2 separate regions of the Mus musculus genome follow, and region 1 is linked to region 2. A link is a contact called in public HiChIP or PLAC-seq data. All regions are on one chromosome and are shown on one strand. The core of a region is the stretch at or near the end of the contact, and the rest is flanking DNA. Distances in the headings are between cores, read along the strand shown. Region 1 overlaps Msrb3 (methionine sulfoxide reductase B3). Region 2 has its middle 13 kb from the start of Helb.

Evidence for each region. HiChIP or PLAC-seq counts read pairs in DNA pulled down with a chosen protein or histone mark.
Region 1: a contact with region 2 is called in an H3K27ac HiChIP or PLAC-seq map of large pre-B cells, with 4 times the contacts expected there. The contact joins two enhancer-like sites. A contact is called at or near these places in 1 of 15 datasets of contacts at CTCF or cohesin (large pre-B cells), 2 of 115 datasets of contacts at active chromatin or transcription factors (acute myeloid leukemia and large pre-B cells) and 2 of 9 other capture datasets (liver and macrophages).

Annotation. Positions count from the first base shown.
Region 1 is chr10:120,879,119-120,885,281 of GRCm38.p6, forward strand. The region is part of intron 1 of Msrb3 (methionine sulfoxide reductase B3); the gene reads right to left. Among named protein-coding and RNA genes, the nearest start is that of Msrb3, 17 kb to the right of the region's middle. Within about 2 kb of position 3,848, at least 204 of the 459 cell types and tissues checked have an H3K27ac peak or open chromatin away from gene starts, as enhancers often do.
Region 2 is chr10:120,122,245-120,128,820 of GRCm38.p6, forward strand. No RefSeq gene overlaps it. Among named protein-coding and RNA genes, the nearest start is that of Helb, 13 kb to the left of the region's middle. Within about 2 kb of position 3,422, at least 27 of the 459 cell types and tissues checked have an H3K27ac peak or open chromatin away from gene starts, as enhancers often do.

The DNA.
Region 1 (6,163 bases), core at 2,598-5,097, 760 kb after region 2:
TCTCTTCCTTTCTTTCTTTCTTTCTTCACTAATTTATTCTTATTTCTATATTTCTGATTGTGTTCCAAAATATTCCCAACTACACATCACCAAGATTGCAGGCGTGATTTCCTGGTTCTACTGAAACCACTGCTACCCAGGGGACACTAACTGACCACAGCTCTGTTTCCATTCTGCGGCCTAAATGTATCCTTCTCTTCTGACCTAGGAGGGGGAACCAACTCTAGCAGAAGTTCTGCTGCTCCGAGCAGAGCCATTCGCTTCCGATCTGATCCCCCTCACATCTGCCCGGCTGTCTGCTGCACGCGCCCTGGGTACTGACTCTGCTCACGTGCAAACACGACTTAACATGCTCCAAGACTCATCCCCATCACCAGAGAACGGTTCGACCAATCTATCCCACTTTTAAGACCTATCAGAGTCACTTCTCTTGCTGCTTGTAGAGCTCCAGCCTTCAACAGACTCTGACTCTCACATTCTTTATTATTTCTAGTGCCTCCCTCGGCGCCTGGCTCTTAGGAGACAGCCAACCTATACCATTTGAATGAATGAATGAATGAATGAATGAATGGATGGATAGATAGATAGATAGATAGATATTATGTTCTGATTATGACCCACTGCTCAGTTCCTCCCTAAAATATCCCATTTCCTAGAGATCTCTACAGATCTTTAGTTTCCTTACCATTAAAATATGGATTATAATAATAGTTATTTCATTAAAGTTTGCATTAAATGAAATGTGTTATAACACCATATAGCACAGCGCATGAATTTTACATTCCCTATCCTGAAGGAAAACAAAAGGAGGAAGAGGAGGAGAAGAGTATGGAAATGAGGGGGGGGGATGGAGAGGAGGGAGGAGGGAGAAAGAGTTATACAATTACAGAATTTAATTAACTTAGTTTAGAATATGGAAAGGTGAGACCATTAAACACATAACTTCACAAGAATGATTTTTTTTCTACTTCAGGAATTACACTTTAGTGACCTTATATATGTATGTATGTATTTATGTATGTACGTATGTGTGTATGTATATATATATATATATATATACATACACACATACATATATTTCTTTACTTTGACAAAAAGTAAAATTTCAAATTTTGCAACCAGTTGTTTCAGATGACTTAGAGTGACCCAGCTTTGTGTGTGCAAAAAAATCAAAGGGCTAAGCAGCTCTTATCAACCCCAGCAGAAGTTATAAATTACAGTTTCAAGGTTACTGCCCTGCAAACATAAAGTATTCAAGGGCTGAAAACTAATTTTGCACATGACCCTGAGAATTATTCATAACACTTGCGATCTTGGATTCCCAGCACTTACACCCTTGTGACTGATACAGTAATCTCTCACCGAAATGCCAGCAAATTCCATTGTCTCAGGCCCCTCTTTGGCACAAAATTTGGTGACTTTTTATATATTCCACAATATATTACCATATGCAGTCAGCTTATCCAATAAGAATGGTCCAACCTCCTTATTATGCCTTTTCATAATTTTTTTAATCAAATGATTTTTAAGGGATATGCTAGTTTTTAGTGAATTACCTCAGGTTTAGGAAATAAATATCAATATATCTTTTCTCGTTTAAAAAAGTATCAGCTACTCAGATATTAAAAACAATGAATTTATGAAATTCTTGGGCAAATGGATGGATCTGGAGGATATCATCCTGAGTGAGGTAACCCAATCACAAAAGAAGTCACTTGATATGCACTCACTGATAAGTGGATATTAGCCCAGGAACCTAGAATACCCAAGATACAATTTGCAAAACACAAGAAAATCAAGAAGAACGAAGACCAAAGTGTGGATACTTATTCCTCCTTAGCATAGGGGAAAAAACACCCATGGAAGGAGTTACAGAGACAAAGTTTGGAGCTAAGATGAAAGGAAGGACCATCCAGAGACTGCCCCACCCAGGGATCCATCACATAATCAGCCACCAAACCCAGACACTATTGCATATGCCAGCAAGATTGTGCTGAAAGGACCCTGATATAGCTGTCTCCTGTGAGGCTATGCCAGTGCCTGGCAAATACAGAAATGAATGCTCACAGTCATCTATAGGATGGAACACAGGAACCCCCAATGAAGAAGCTAGAGAAAGCACCCAAGGAGCTAAAGGGGTCTGCAACCCTATAGGTGGAACAACAATATGAACTAACCAGTACCCCGGAGCTCGTGTCTCTAGCTGCATATGTATCCGAAGATGGCCTAGTCGGCCATCAGGGGAAAGAGAGGCCCATTGGTCTTGCAAACTTTATATGTCCCAGTACAGGGGAACGCCAGGGTCAAAAAGTGGGAGTGGGTGGGTAGGGGAGCAGGGTGGGGGAAGGGTGTAGGGATAGCATTTGAAATGTAAATAAAGAAAATATCTAATTAAAAAATAAAAAGTATCAGCTCAAGTATAGATTCCGGGCTATGAAGGATGTATAAGTCAAAATATCATTAATGAATTTAAAGGTTGACAGAATTTAAAATAATGTGGTGGTGTAGTGGTTTCAATAAGAATGAAACACCCCCCCCCCCATAGGCTCAGAGCTTTGAATGCTGGGTCCCCAGGGTGCCCTGTGTGGCCTTGTTAGAGCAGGTGTGGCCTTAGTGGAGAAAGTATGTCATTGGAGGTGGCTTTGGGATTTCAAATACTCAAATCAGGCCCAGTGTCTCTCTTTGTACTGCCTGTGGATCCAGATGTAGAGCTCTCAGTTACCTCTCCAGCACCATGTCTGCCTGCATGTCACAATGCTGACAATGGACTGACCCTCTAAATGTCTGAGCCAGCCCCAATGAAATGTTGACCTTCGTAAGAGCTGCCTTGCCCGTGGTGTGTCTTCCCAGCAACAGGACACTGACTGAGACCCCTGGTGATCAGTAAATATAATAAAGGTCACTCATTAGATGAAAATAATCCTTAAAAGTATGAAGACAATAATGCAAAAGCAACCACTTTCAACTACAGCATCCATCTTGACTAATAGAAGCAAGGCAGGACAATTATTCCTAAATTCCTCCCACAGAGAAGAGTGAGCACTGAAGCACTTTTAATGTGCTGGTCAGCTCGAGTGAGATTTGTGGTGTTTCTACAACCACAGAAACCAAAATAACCCCTATAAAAGATGAAGGCAAACACAACATGCTATAAGAAATGAGCGCAGGGAGAAGTAAGAGAGCGTCATTGGCTAGGTCCGTGGCATAAAATAAAAATGATGATTTTTTTGTGTGAGGTTATTAAAAAGAGTGACTCACACAGCAGTGCAAAATAAAGAAGCGGCGCAGAAGGGTCTGAAAAGAGATGTGGGAGAAAAGGTGTTTCCTTTCGCCGGTACATGCAGGCACCAATAAAAGGGAAGCAATACTTTTCAAAAGAGCTCACTCGCGGTCAGATTTCGTCACTCCCATGAAAGCAGAGAAGAGAATATTAAAAACAGGAAAGCCTGCATCCGCCCTTAAAACGTAACACAAATAAGGTTCTTCTGAAAGCCTCTGCTGGATCACGTGCAGAGAGGAAACACAAAAGGAAAGGTCAAATCCCCACTCATCCCAGCGACCACTGTTCCTGTGATCAGGGTCCTGAGAGCCCAGCACATTCCCACTGGCTTCTGCAGAAGCAGAAGAAAGCCCAGAGTGCAGCTAGGTCACCAGGTACGGAAAGCACCAACTGAACACCACCTGCCTAAATCCAGTAGGTAATTCTGGCAGGTCAGGACACAGGCTTATCACCTTACAAAGGACTAAGGAAGAACCCGTATGCTGACTCTCAACATGGACAAGCAAATCTGGGAGATGCTGGGGGTCCCCCCAACCCCCGCCTTGAAAACTCTGGCTCGTGCTCCAATCAAAATGAAGACGCTCCAACAGCAAGCCAATCCCCTCCTTTCTAGAGCTCCCTTCCTCTCTCCTTACAGCCTGCGTCTTTGAAAGGGAATTCACAGAAAGCTTTCTGTTCTCCTCTTTTGTAAGCTTGAAAGACAACACACACCAAACTCAAAAGCGCTCTCATTGTCAAACCGGACAGGCCAGCGTGGCATCTGCTCTCCGGTCTACTTGACAGACAGACGCTAAAAGTAAAACAGGACACCATAGTAACTGGCAGCTCACTCTGGTGTTAGCAAAGTGAGAGCTAAGGTTACCAAGCTTGGTAACAATCCCCCAGCGTCAGAAGCCGGGACTCAGGCCCATACTTATAAAAGGTAAAAGCAAGAAATAATATCCCATGCAAAAAAAGAAAAGAAGAATGGGAGGAGGAGGAGGAAGAGAAGATAGAAGAGGAAGAGGTAGAGGAGAAAGAAGAGAAGGAAGAGGAAGAGAAACAGGAGGAGGAGGGGAAGCAGGAGGGGAAGGAGTGAGAGGAAGAGGAGAAACAGAAAGAGTAAGAAGAGGATAAGGATGGGGAAGAGGGGGAAGAAGAGGAGGAGGAACAGGGAAAGGGAGAGGAAGAGGAGGAGGAAGAGGAGGAGGAGGAAGAGGAAGACAACGAGGAAGAAGAGGAGAAAGAAGAGAAGGAGGAGGAAGAAGAGGAGGGAGAGGAAGAGGAGGAGAAAGAGAAAAGGAAGGGGAAGAGGAGGGGGAAGAAGGAGAAGGGAAAGAGGAAGAGGAAGAAGAAATTGTTCCAAGCAAAGAAAACTGTGAACATTGGCAGTGGTTTGGAGCTAAGATTAAATGTCACTGGCTGGTTACAAAGGAAGAGTATGTGGCTTAGGCTGACATTTGTGAAAATGAGGTTGACAGAGCAAACCATGGAAGCCAGTGCAGGGATTGGTAAACAAGAACAGACACTAAGGAGAGTGCTACTATCAGATAGGCAGATTTAAATTCTAACAAGGAAACCGTGAAAATGGGTAGGACTCACACAGGGAGACTCTGATCTCTAATGCTGCAGCCTTGACTAAGCTCCGCTGTCTGTCGGGGTAAGAGTTTAAGTCAGAGAGCACAGCTGTGGCTCGAGGATCAGTGTAAATGGTAGCAGCATTTACTAATCTGGGGGGGGGGGGGTGAGGAGGTCAAAGTTGAGGTAGAAAAGGAGTTCTGGCTTTGGCATGTCAGGGTGCCCTAGGCAAGGTTACCCAGTCAGTGATAACACAAAAAGAAGTGAGGACGGGAGAGCTGGGCAGATGGGGAGATAAGAGGGAAAGTGACCTAAATACAACTGGGACTGAGGCCACGAAGGAGACGCATCCACTGAGTGAGAAGCAGCGGCTCAGCTCAAGGTGAGTCAGCCTACAGAGGATCTAGGAGAGAGGCACAAGTCAAAGAGGGGAGAGGTCAAAGGACGTCGCTAGTAACACGAGCCGTGAGAGGAACCCTCCTAAGTGAGTGTCTTGCTTATGCCATGACCAAGGCAACATACCGAAGAAAGCACTTCATCTGAAGGCTCGTGGCTTCAGAGGCCTAGAGTCCATGACCATCGCAGCGGGGAGCATGGCAGCGGGCAGGCACAGTGCTGGAGCAGGAGCTGAGAGGCCCCGGAAAGGATGTGGGCTTTTGAGACCTCATAGCCTGTCCCCGGGGACACATCTTCTCCAACAATGCCACACATCTTAGTCCTTCTCAAATCATTCTGCCCACTGGGACCAAGCATTCAAATACATGAGCCTATACTAGTAGACATACTCAAAAGACCACAGTAATTCACACACACACACACAGACACACACACAGAGACACACACACATACACACACAGACACACACATACCCAGACACACACACACCCCACATGTCTTAGGGTTTTACTGCTGTGTACAGACACCATGACCAAGGCAACTCTTATAAGGACAACATTTAATTGGGGCTGGCTTTCAGGTTCAGAGGTTCAGTCCATTATTATCAAGGCAGGAACATGGCAGCCTCCAGGCAGGCATGGCGCAGGAGGAGCTGAGAGTTCTACATCTTCTCTTCATCTGAAGGCTGCTAGGAGAAGTCTGGCTTCCAGATAGCTAGGACTAGGGTGTAAAAGCCCATGCCCACAGTGTCACACCTACTCCAACAAGGCCACAATGGGAGTACAGTGTCACTCCCAAACACCGCAGCCTGTCCAATAGAAACCTCAGGACTTTGTTGGTCAGTGGGATCCCATAGACGGCCCCCAAATATCACAGGTCGTTTCTACTACTGTTGATATTCTGAGAGGGAAGACCCTATTACTAACAACT
Region 2 (6,576 bases), core at 2,172-4,671:
CCTCGTGAGCCTAGGGAAGGAAAGGTTAAGGGAGGTGCGTGTGTCACGGTAGCTGGCACGTAGTGAACGTTCAAAGTCATAGCGATGATCAACATTGGATCACTACAGGTGTTCATGATCATTGAGGAGTGACGTGAGGAAGAATTCCAGAAGCATCTGCAATAGTCCCTGCGCGAGATTATCAGAGTCTGCGCAGAAATTGTAAACTGGAAGCACGTGGGCAGAAAAGAGGGCTCAGGTATGATGTGTGCTCTGTGGTGGGGCTGGAGCTGCAAGCAAGGCAGGCCTGCTTGTTTCCCATTCAACAGGGCTCATTGTTTGTTTTGGTTTTTTTTTAAGTGCCCTTACAGGTCACATTTAAACATCAGAAGATTTCACGTGTAAACTATAGGCTCCTCTTACACTTAGAATACCCGGCAATGCAGGGCTGGCACTTCTTCTTGGCAAGAGGCTGCTTAATCTAAGCCTTCTGCGTCTCCATTAAACGAAGCCTGCTGGCTCTGGCAGAGACCCTTGCCTCTGCCTCTTGGGTGCTAGGATTAAAGGTGCACACTACTACTACCCTTGGCTACATTTTCCTGTTTCAAAGGGTTAGATTGTTACATACTCAGGACATCTTTTGACCTGAGGCTGCTTCAAAGAGAAAGTCTTACAGATGAGAATAATGGGTAATAAAATAACTGGCAACTTGGATTAATGTTTCTTAGACCGGAGAGCCCTGCTGTGCTTTTCTTCTTTTCCTTCTTCCGTTTTTTTAAAAGGAGGGGTCTCATTATGGAGCTCTGGCTGGCCTGGAACTCACTATGTAGACTAAGCTGGCTTTGAACTCACAGAGATCCACTGGTAGCTGCCTCCCAAGTGCTGGGGCAAAGAACATGCACCCGCCACACCCAGCCCCTGAATGGGCTTCTAATGTCCCATTTTGTTAACAACAGTGTATGTTTCTTGTGGCAAAGCCTTTTTCTATATAGGAAATATTCAGTAATTGTGAGTCTAAATGAATGTATATCTTTTACCAACTGAAATAAGAATGAATGTTTTAAAAAGTGGAATTGTGGGATGTCTTTGATAAAGTGAGGGACATGAGTAGAAATAGTGTAGAAAAATTATGAGATGTGAAAAATGGATTCGATGGGCTGGTGAGATGGCTCAGCGGGTAAGAGCACTGACTGCTCTTCTGAAGGTCTTGAGTTCAAATCCCAGCAACCACATGGTGGCTCATAACCACCTGTAATGAGATCTGACACCTTCTTCTGGTGCATCTGAAGACAGCTACAGTGTACTTATGTATAATAATAAATAAATCTTTTTTAAAAAAGAAAAGAAAATGGATTCGAGGCCAGCCTGGTCTACAGAGTGAGTTCCAGGACAGCCAGGACTACACAGAGAAACCCTGTCTCAAAAAAACAAAACAAAACAAAACAAAAAACCAAAAAAACAGAAAGAAAGAAAGAAAGAAAGAAAGAAAGAAAGAAAGAAAGAAAGAAAGAAAAAATGGAAGATTCTGGAATAAAGGAAATGAACTGTTATACATATTGGAGGACCCCAAGATTAAGGAAGAAGAGCCAATAGCATTATTACTGCCAGGCTGTGGATGAAAAATATCCCAGTCCGCCATCACAAACAGATCTTCTTCCACATGTTCTGCTCTAGTGGTTTGAATAGGAATGACAAGCCCATAGACTTGTGCATTTCAGTGCCTAGCCCATATGGAGTGGGTCTATTAGGAGGTGTGGCTTTGTTGGAGTAGGTGTGGCCTTGCTGGAAGAAGTGCGTCACTGTGAGGGCAGGCTTTAAGGTCTCATACTCTCAAGCTACAGCCAGCGTGACAGTCTCTTTCTGCTGCCTGCAGATCAAGATGTAGAACTCTCAGCTCCTTCTCTAGCACCATGTCTGCCGGCATGCCACCATGCTTCCCACCATGATGATAATGGACTGAACCTCTGAACCTGTAAGCCTGTGCCAGTAAAATGTTTTCCATTATAAGAGTTGTCATGGTCATGGTGTCTCTTCAGAGCAGTAAAACCCTCACTAAGAGAGTTGTGTTGCATGGATCAGGACTGTGGCTCACTTAGGAGGTCATGAGGAAGATGTCACCCTGGTAACTCCAGGTTCCAACATGGTCTTTCCTTGGAAACATTTTCTGTTATCCAATCTTTTCTATATTAAGCACGCAGATTTGCCCTTTTGGAAGCCTATTTAAAACAAACAAACAAACAAACAAAAAGCTCACCACTTCAAAATCTTTCTACTGTATTTCTGACAAGGGTCAGGTTCCAAGTGTAGGTGCTTTGGGTTTAGCTATCTTAGGGTTTTAATGCTGTAAAGAGACACTTTTATAAAGAAAATGAATTAGGACTGGCTTACCGTTTCAGAGGTTTAGTCCATTGTCGTCATGGCAGGAGTCATGGCAGCATGCAGGCAGACATAGTGCTGGAGAAGGAGCCGAGAATTCTACATCTTTTAGATAGATAGATAGATAGATAGATAGATAGATAGATAGATAGATTTATTGTATGTACACAAGTACACCAGTAGAGGGCATCAGATCTGCTACAGATGGTTGTGAGCTACTATGTCGTTGCTGGGAATTGAACTCAGGTCCTCTGGAAAAGTAGACAGTTCTCTTAGTGAGCAATCTCTCCAGCTCCCGAGAGTTCTACATCTTGATCCACAGTCAGAAGTGAAGAGTGAGACATACTGGCCAGACTAGGGCTTTTGAGATCTCAAAGCCTGCCCTCAGTGACCCACGACCTCCAACAGGGTCACACCTACTCCAGCAAGGCCACACCTTCTATAATGCTACTCGGTATGGGTCAAGCATTCAAACACATGAGTCTGTAGAGGCCATTCCTACTCAAACCACCACAATAACAATGGTTTTATTTTGTTTGTTTGTTTGTTTGTTTGTTTGAGCAAACTATGTCCTAGGTTTTCCAGATTTTTTTTTTTTTTTTTTTTTTTTTTTTTTTTTTTTTTTTTTTTTTTTTTTGCTGATCTGAATGCTCAGTAGTTTTTAATCCCATGGTGCTTAGGGCTTCGACTGGCCTGACTTCTTAAACTAGGACAGTGCTGTCATGCCTCTGCTGCCCCCTGCTGGTCATAATTGGTAACTACCGCTCCAGGGAAAAGGCCTGACTTCTTGGTTCTAAAAATAATCCTGCAGGATGTGGGTAAAGTAAGTTGGTTTTGTAAATGTCTGTGGGACATCATTTTAACGGTGCTGTAGTCCCTGCAAAGACTAGCCACTACTCCATGTTTCCCAGAAGATTTTAGACTGGACGGAGGGGAAAACTTGGACCTAAAGTGGATCGAATGTCTTAGGGGAAAATGGTTCTTCTACATAAAGTCTGTCACCAACAAGCTCTGCACCTTTGTAGTCCCTAGGCTAAGAGCGTCCTGTTTTCTCATTAGAGGAAATGCTAGAGCATCGATAGCAGGAAGCGAAACGCTATTTGAAATCCTGATGAGCTGCTGCCGCTTCGGGGAGAGCCTTGACTATGCAAAGGCCAGACCCAGGAAATGAGAGATTATAGAAAGTTCATAGAAGAAAAATAGGAGTGAAGCTTGATGACTTTGGACAAGGCATGCGTTTCTTTGACATAACGCCAATAAATTAATTAATTAATAAAGTAACGAAGGGAGAGAAAAATGGAACTTCATTCTCATTTCAGGTTGGGGTGTCGATAGGTATTGTCAAGAAAATGTAAAAAACAAAAATCTAGGTGAGGAAAAAAAAAGGTTTTGCAAGTCATCAGCAAGGAAGTAGTGTTTCAGGCTGGAGAGATGGCTCAGTGGTAAAGAGCGCTGACTGCTCTTCCAAAGGTCCTGAGTTCCCATCACTCAGGAGGGAGAGGCAGGCAGATTTCTGAGTTTGAGGCCAGCCTGGTCTACAAAGTGAGTACCAGGACAGCCAGGGCTACACAGAGAAACCCTGTCTCAAAAAGAAAAACAAAAAAAGATTTATTTATTTATTATATATGAGTACACTGTAGCTGTCTTCAGTCACCCCAGAAGAGGGCATCAGATCTCATTACGGATGGTTGTGAGCCACCATGTGGTTGCTGGGAATTGAACTCAGGACCTCTGGAAGAACAGTCAGTGCTCTTAACTGCTGAGCCATCTCACCAGCCCGCTGATGCACGTTTCAAAAGATGCTCACATCATTTGTCAGAAAAATATCAATCAAAACTACAGTCAAAAGCTACTTTCGCACCTAATAAGGTTGTCAGTTTGAACGGACACAGCGTAACTACTGCAAGAAGCTGGAACACCCCTGCCCGGGTGACAGACTTGCACATGATACAATCAACTGGCAAACACTTTGACAGTTCCTCACACTGCAAAACACAGAGGAGTAAATGGAAGATTCATTTTCTCAGCAATCGAATTCTTTAGTATATGCCCAAGAGAATAGAAAACATATCCACACAAAAACCTATACATAAGTGATAATCATAATATTGCCAATGATACTGAAATGGCTAAAACAACCCAACCATTCATCAGCTGATGAGTGATATATCTGTGCAAGGAAATACTACTTTGCAAGAAGAAGAAGAAGAAGAAGAAGAAGAAGAAGAAGAAGAAGAAGAAGAAGAAGAAGAAGAAGAAGAAGAAGAAGAAACTGTCCATTCATGCTACAATATAGACAGACCAAGAAATAAGCAAGGTGAAAAAAATCATCACAAAAGATCACTTGCTGAGCTGGGCAGTGGTGGCACACGACTTTAATCCCAGCACTTGGGAGGCAGAGGCAGGCAGATTTCTGAGTTAGGGGCCAGCCTGGTCTACAGAGTGAGTTCCAGGACAGCTAGGGCAATACAGAGAAACCCTGTCTCAAAAAACAAAAACAAACAAACAAACAAAAAACAAATCTCTTGCTGCACAATTCCACTAAGGGAAACAAGCGAGCACTGCTGTGGTCATGATGTCTCATCACATGTCACAGCAACCGAACCCTGACTAACACAAGGGCTGAAGAAACATTGTACATGGTGACGGTTGCCCAAATCTACACCAAAAATCTCCAACTATGGACTGTCAACAGACGCACTGTCTCATGTCTGAATTGTGTGTCAATGATGCTGCTAAAATTAGCAATTGCTTACTGGGAAACTGCAGGGTAGTTCTTTCCTTTGGGGTCAGGATGGGAAAAGAACATTGGGAACTTTCGGGGTATTAGCTATGCAGTCCTTTTAGGTGTAATGGTTGGTTGTGTGGGTGAGGTTTCACCTAACTGATTTATGGAGAGTTCCATGGGCTTGATTACACAACAACAACATTTTTAAGGTGTCCTGGGAACTGGAGAAACAGCTCAGTGGGTAAAGTTTGTGTTGTAGAGGCATGAGGACCCGAGACTGCACCCCCTGCACCCTCAGAAATGCTAGACGCAGCAGCACTGCCTGTAACCCCTGCACTAGCAGGAGAGGCTGTCTGACCCTGAGGGTTCACTGTCCAGCTGAAGACGTGAGCTCTAGGTTCAATGAGTGACCCCAGGTCAGAAAAGAAGAGGCTGCCAGGGAGTGCTTTCTGCCCTCAGTCACCATGCTACACACACACACACACACACACACACACACACACACACATTACACACACACACCACACACACACACACACAAACATACATACACACCACACACACACATATATACATACATAGATAACACACATACATACATACACACACACTACACATACATACATACATATGGGCATACCACACACATACCACACATACACCACACACACAGGATGTATGTGCTTGCCTGACATGCATACATCCTTGCTTTGATCCTAATGATGTGTGCATACACACAATTTGTGCCTACACTCGGTGAGTGTGTATGTCTACACTCAGTATGTGCCTACCCTTGATGTGTGCCTACAATCCTAGCACTTGGGAGATGGAGGCAGAAAGATCAGAGGATCATGATCAGTTTTGGACACATAATAGGTTTGGATTTATTTGGCTTACTTGAGACTCTGTCTTTTAAAAAAAAAGTCTAGAAGGGAGAAGAAGAAGAGGAAGAAGAGGAAAAGGAGAAGGGGGAGGGAGAGGAGGAGGGGGAGGAGGAGGAGGAGAAGGAGAGAAGAAGAAGGAAAAAGAAGAAGAAGAAGAAGAGGAAGAGGAAGAGGAAGAGGAGGAAGAAGAAGAAGAAGAAGAAAAAGAAGAAGAAGAAGAAGAAGAAGAAGAAGAAGAAGAAGAAGAAGAAGAAGAAGAAGAAGAAGAAGAAGAAGAAGAAGGAGAAGAAGAAGAAGAAGAGTTATCTCCTAGAGGAGTAGGGAGCATTGTTCTGAAAGGATGCTCAGAAAAGTGAGCTTCTCTAAGCAGAGTTCAAAGTCGGAGACCTCATTGCATCCTGCTGCGAAAAGCAAACACACACTTATTATCTTCTTTTGCATAACACCTCATTAGTGTTGAAACTTAAACATTTTTATTCATTCTTTGGGACATTCACGCATGTATTTGCATTATTCAGCAAATAGTTATTAAATGCCTGTCTCATGCCAGCTGCTCCTGGGGCAAAGGTGAGCTGCCTGGAGCTCTCCTGGAGAGTTTCTCGGCACCGG